2 separate regions of the Mus musculus genome follow, and region 1 is linked to region 2. A link is a contact called in public HiChIP or PLAC-seq data. All regions are on one chromosome and are shown on one strand. Each heading gives the region's core, a stretch centred on a gene start, on an enhancer-like site or on the middle of the called end of the contact. The rest is flanking DNA. Distances are from core to core; before and after follow the strand shown.

The links. HiChIP or PLAC-seq counts read pairs in DNA pulled down with a chosen protein or histone mark.
Region 1: a FOXA1 HiChIP or PLAC-seq map of pancreatic cancer cells shows a contact between it and region 2. The contact joins two enhancer-like sites. A contact is called at or near these places in 1 of 15 datasets of contacts at CTCF or cohesin (embryonic stem cells), 2 of 484 Hi-C or Micro-C datasets (both in embryonic stem cells), 1 of 115 datasets of contacts at active chromatin or transcription factors (pancreatic cancer cells) and 1 of 9 other capture datasets (embryonic stem cells).

Annotation. Positions count from the first base shown.
Region 1 is chr7:66,302,864-66,305,874 of GRCm38.p6, forward strand. Lrrk1 (leucine-rich repeat kinase 1) reads right to left here. Exons shown (of 34, transcript NM_146191.3): 10 at 2,530-2,667. Among named protein-coding and RNA genes, the nearest start is that of Gm45989, 23 kb to the left of the region's middle. Within about 2 kb of position 1,573, at least 80 of the 459 cell types and tissues checked have an H3K27ac peak or open chromatin away from gene starts, as enhancers often do. A contact at or near this core is called in pancreatic cancer cells, where this site is marked.
Region 2 is chr7:65,772,718-65,775,974 of GRCm38.p6, forward strand. No RefSeq gene overlaps it. Among named protein-coding and RNA genes, the nearest start is that of Gm51485, 28 kb to the right of the region's middle. Within about 2 kb of position 1,439, at least 16 of the 459 cell types and tissues checked have an H3K27ac peak or open chromatin away from gene starts, as enhancers often do. A contact at or near this core is called in pancreatic cancer cells, where this site is marked.

The sequences.
Region 1 (3,011 bases), core at 323-2,822, 530 kb after region 2:
AACAATCCCAGCCTACTTCTACTTAGGAAACTCCCCAGATCCTCTCAAGCAGAGATGAACAATGCATTTAGACTTTTCCTCAAGGTCAATGAGAACTGTAGACTAGAGGGACTATAAAGGCCTGAGACCAAAGATTCTTTTTTTTTTCTTGTATATTTTCTTCATTTACATTTCAAATGCTATCCCAAAAGTTTCCTAAACATCCCCCACCCACGCACTGCTCCCCTACCCACTCACTCCCACTTCTTGGCCCTGGCTTTCCCCTGTACTAGGGCATATAAGGTTTGCTAGACCAAGGGTCCTCTCTTCCCAATGATGGCCGACTAGGCCATCTTCTGCTACATATGCAGCTAGAGACACGTGCTCTGGGGGTACTGGTTAGTTCATATTGTTGTTTCACCCATAGGATTGCAGGCCCCTTCAGCTCTTGGGTACTTTCTCTAGCTCCTCCATTGGGGGCCCTGTGTTCCATCCAATAGATGACTGTGAGTATCCACTTCTGTATTTGCCAGGTACTGGCAAAGCCTCACAGGAGACAGCTATATCAGGGTCTGAGACCAAAGATTCTTAAGAGTCGTGGTTAGTGGTGTCTGCCTGGAGTACACAGAGCACCACTGGGTACTTCCTCCTTGGGCGGTGCCCAGAGAGACAAGACAATGGGTGACCTGATCTGCCTTAGCCACATGTCCTCAGAAGCCGAGGATGGGCTCCCTGGGGTCCGCACATAGGGAACTCATCCCTGTGTGCCTTGCCGTATTCAGGCCCACTGAGTGACCTCAGTTGTACAGTTTGGACCCCTTGGGATCTCCACACACACAATTCATCCACACGCTTTGCTGTATGCAGGCCTACGGGGTGGGGGTGGGGCTATTCCCTTGGAAGATGTCTTTCCTTAATGAGAGCAGCAGAGACACACCTTCACTTTTCTTGGTGACATGAACACAGATCCACCTACAATCTATGTGGCCCAAGAGACCCACCACATAGCTGTACCGCATTAAGCCCCCTGTGTGTTTCGGTTTCCCTTGTTGATGCCATGAGTCACCATGGCCAGAATGGTTGCCACCCTCTGCATTTCTATAAAAGCTTCCCCGAGTGATTAGCCCAGGGCCTGGGCTGGGATGTGAAGACCTCTGCTCAGTTCCCAATATGAAGAAAGAGACCAGGGGAAAACAGGAATTTTACAGAACATAGTGTTGAGATTCAACGCGTCTCCATCCCTCTTTGCTGGCTAAGCTATACTGCGAGGCGCTGGTGTGAGGGATAGCCTCAGAATAGGGAAGTGGTAAAATGGTAAGAAGGCGTGGCCAGTTAGCCACTGTGGGCACCAGTGACAAGGGTTCTCATTCAACAGCGCTTTAATTTCACCTAGCCATGAATACAAGTGGGTTTCTTCCTTCGTCCCATGCTTGCTTAGGGGAGCCTATGACTTGATAGCCCTTCTTTTCTGCGATACGCATGTTGAAGGGATGCTTGCTGTCTTTTGGCCTTCTGGATGATCTGAGCAGCTTGTCTGCGATTGCTAGGGGCTGCACCTGGGTGTTTAAACATGGTCTCATTTCCCAGGCAATGTGGTCTGTGAGTCACCACCAGGCCCTACAGGGAGTGCCCTAATGCTTTTGGTGAACAGTTAGCAATCCCTTGCTCTGGGTCTCACAGGGTCTTACAGCCTGCCTGAAGACTCTTAGAAGGCAGTGGTCCAGTGCTCAGGACACAAAGTCTCTCCTTAGAGTGGTGGCGCTCCGTGGGAATCTCTGGAGGCCAGATGGAGTCCATCTCTGGCAAGCGTCAGAGTTTTGACTGGGGCTGGAGCTCAGAGGTTGGGCACTTACGGACTGTATGTGAGACTCTAGGTTAATTCTCCACTACAGCCAAAAACAAAACAAACGTGCCACCGTGAGTGAAGTCCTGAGGGTCATTATTTTTGATGAGGAAGTTCTCTAAAAGGTCCATATGTTAAAGGAACAGTAAAGCTGGGCACTCTGGCTCTCAGAGTTACTGGTAGGTGGTGGAACCTTTTAGAGCTGGGGCCTGGGAGAGGTGTTCTGCTCACTGCTGGTGTGCCCACGAGGAGGATATTGGGGCCACATCTCTTCTGTTTCCCTGTTAGTTCAGGTCTTGGCTGTGAAGTGAACAGCTTTGCTCTCCCATGGTGCACTTCCCCACCACAGGCCCCAAAGCACTAAAACCAACATGGTGGGTTGTATACGGACTGATACTTCCCAAACCTTGTGCCAAGGCAAGGCGTTTTCACACTGGTTGTCTCTGGGTTTTTATTATGAATGAGAGGTAATGAAAAGCTGACTAAGGCAGGCAAACAAGCCCTTCCCTGGCACAGCTGTTTCCTGGTGACTATTCTCCTTCCTCTAACTTGGCTCAAGACCGCATGTCTTTGATGGCTCAACTAACCCTTCACTTTTTCTACTTATGTGTCTCACAAACTCGGAAAAAGCACATAGGTTCCCCAGGGTCCAGAGTGCTTTTTCTTACCACGGTGGACAGTGAGAAATGAAGTGCCATTGGACTCACGTCAAGCTGGAACAATCCCAGGGGCACCTCTTTCAGAGAGTTCTCAGAGAAATCTGCATCCCGAAGGTGGCTTTTCCAAAAGACAGCCATTTTGTCTGGCAGCGATTCCAGGGCATTTTTGGAGGCTTTACAACATTTCTAGGAGTTTGAGGGGAGGGGGAGAGTGGTAAGTAGATTTGTGAGTGTAGAGCTGCCCAGAAGTCTGTTTGTAAATCTGATGTCAGAAGTGAGGCTACTGGGACAGGGCTCTGTGACCACAGTGCAGAGTGAGGAAGAAGGCTTCCAATTCTCTGTCTGCTGTGTTGTCCTGTCCTGCAGGAGCAGGGAGAGAGTTTCCTAGGGGAGACAAACGTGCCTCATCGTCTTCCCTTGATCACCATCCGGTCCATTGTCCTGGGAAATAACGGACCGATTCAGAGCCACGCTCTCGGGAGTCAACTGCTTTCCCCAAGGACGCGGCCAAACTAGAAATGCTTAGTCTT
Region 2 (3,257 bases), core at 189-2,688:
AAGCAGGAAGTCTGTGCCAGACTTCTGACCCATAAATTGTGTGTGGTTGTTTCAGCATCAATAAAAAAATAAAATAATCAAAATCATTGTTAGTAAGACTGTATTCTTTTAAATCAATACCATATTTTTTATGTCTTCCAAATAATACACACATTTGTCTGAAAGAGAGGAGACTTCATAATGTAATGGTTAGCAATTCAATGGTGTCAGAAAAATAAGAAAAATCAGAATATTCATGACAAGAGAAATTTGTTATGGTGTACTTTTTATTTGTGTGTGTTATTGCAGGTGCCTTCAGAAGCCAAAAGAGGGCATCAGACTCCCTCGAGCTGGAGCCAGTGGTGGTTGTGAGCTGCCTGACATGGCTGCTGGAAACCAAAGTGTTTCTTTGCAAGAGCCACTGAGCCCCATCTTCAGGCCCAAATTTTAGACATATCCCAGGGAGAAGCAGAATCATCAAGTATCCCCGATGAGCGGATTTTCAGAGTCATTGTCAATGTAATTGTCCAATGACAGGAGACTTGCTCACTTACAACATCCAGAGTGTAGAAAATTATGCAGCTTAAATTGTTGAAAAGACATAACTAATCACATTCAACTCTTTTTTGTGATGCTAAGGGAAAGAAGCAAAATACCCAACTCTATGAGGATGACAAGGTCCTTTTTCAAGAAAAAGACAGTGTGATGTGTGTCTGCAGCGAGTCCCTGAAAGGGTGAATAGCAAGCAAGCGCTTTGAGAAATCCCTGAAAGCAAGCACTTTGAGAAGATCTGACCCTTCAGCTTGCTGAGTGTTATGCCAGCTGTTTTATACTGTGAGCAAAATGCCAGACGGAAACAACTCAAGTGAGGCGGGACTCGTTTTACATCACAGTTTCATCATGGTGGGAAGAGAGGGAGTTGAGTCTGCTTTGGCAGAGACTCCTCACCCTGCACACACTAGGAAGAGAGGCCCAGCTGCTACCGTAAAAGCCCCCTCCTAGAGTCCAGCTTCTATCAGCCGGGTCCCCTTTCCTAAAGGCTTAGCCTGTTTCAAGTTAGTGTCACTGGTGGAGAACACTCAAAACATGACATGGGGACATTCATGCTTCGAAGTGTAACACTTCCCTACATATGAAATATTTTCCACCATGATAGTTCAGATTAAGGGGAAATTTTTGCTAAAGGGGGAGGTCCCTGAGAACTACAGAAGAGGTCCCACTGGGAATGTCTACTGGGGTCACAGGGGCAGCGGGTGGAGGCTGGAGCCTTCCCTTCTGGGATGTTGATAATGGATGGGTCTCTGGGTCAAAGAAGCACACAGGATTAAACTGCTGAGTAACACCCACTTTGTTTAGTTGTATTGATTTTTCTAAATGCTCAACGGAAAGCCAGGAAGGAATGCTGTTTTGTTGCCCTTCTGGAAGCCAGAGTACCATGACAGGGTTACTACATTGAAGGAATTGCCTCACAACTTGGCAAGCCTGCTCTGAAAGGCTAAGAGTCCTCAATGAAAGCAGCCCATTATTCTCACTCTTCCTCTGCCAGTCTTGTTCAAACTAGAAGTTGGTTGGGTACCTCCAAGGAAAGGGGGTGCCAGGCACTGGGACACTCCATGATACTCGATTCTGAGCTTAGACTCCCTGAAGACTCCATTCTGTCTACAAACCATCACCAAGCAACCATGGACCCAAACAACCACATACTCAGGAGCAGGAGGGGCCCAGTGTCGCCAGCACCTGAGCACAGATCGATTGCACAGGACATGGAATCTGGTTTTCTCAAGCAATTTTTTTCCCCTGGGGGGGACAGAATTAAAGACTGTCTTAGGACTAATCTCATTCCTCTCCCAGTTTTGGATGCTTTCGGCAGCCATGAGATTTTACAGTTCTTCCTGTTGGCAGCGCTCAGTGGCACGAGATCAATTCCTTTTGCTCTAAACAGGCACATACTTGATGTCTGAGTCCTTGGCAGCTAGTAATATGAGTAAGAAGAAGTACAGGTCACTTCAGATGCTGCCACCGCCAAAGTCAAATGAGAGGCCCGAGGGCTTATGGGTAAGCACGTGGTCCTGGGCAGAGCTGTTACATGTGGCTACCCGCTGCTACCGCAGGTTAATGGTCTGACCTTGGTGGCCATCCCGCCTTGGGGTGAGCTCCACCACAGCAGCTGCAGTGGTGTGGATGTGGTTTGCCTCCACCCAAGCTCTTGTGGAAAATTGGTTGTGACTTAACAGTACTGGAAGGTGTGGCCTTGAAGAGATGGTTGGGTTGCTGAGAGGAATTAATGCCTCTTGTGAGGCTGGTTCTTGTAGACACTGATTCTCTCCCTGAGTGTGGGTTTTAATGTATGCGCAACTTCCTCACTTCCTCGGTGCAGTGGTTTCAGTGAGATGGCCTCCATAGACTTGTATGTTTGAAGGTTTGATATCCAGTTAGTGGAATTATTTGGGAAGGATTAGGAGATGCACCCTCACTGGAGAAGGTGTGACTTTGTTGGAGGAGGTGTGTGTGTCATTGGGGTGGATGGTTGGGGCTTCATAAAGAGCATGCCAGGCCCAGTTTCTCCCTCTATGTGCCGCCTGTGGACCAGGATACAAAGCTCTTGCTCCAATGCCATGCCTGTCTGCCTCCTGCTTTGGCCCTCTAAATTGTAAACAAGCTCTGGACAGTGGGTAGACAACCTAGTCTTACCTTTCTGGTCCTTGATGTTTTTAGATCTTAAGAGACAAACTCTATCTCATGGTTCAGTGTGATGTCTACGATGAGATTTTTGTAGATTCCTTTATCTAATCAAAGAATTCCCTTCTATCACTAGCTTATATAACATTTCCTGTATGAATAGATGTTGAGTTTGTACTAACCCGTTTTTTTAAATCCATCGATACATAGAATCTTCTTTCTTGTGTCAATGTGGTAAATTATACAAACTTTTGAATATTAACCTAAGCTTTTATCCTGGAATATTCTTTTTATAGATCATGAGATTGATATATCAAAATATTAGCCATTATTGATTGGCTGATATTTTAAGATTATACTTGTATTTATGAGAATGATTAAGCCGCAATTTTACTTTTCATAATGATCTTTCTAGGTTTGGGTATCAAGGTTTTCTTGCCTATATGTTGATATGTTGATTGTGTTTTCTTTCTTCCTTTTTCTTTTTGTTTCTATTCTCTGGAAGAGTTTTTATGCAATTAATGTTATTTATACATTAAATATGTGGATTGATGCCCTGAAATCATCTAGGTCTGGATATTTCTTTATAGGAAGGATTT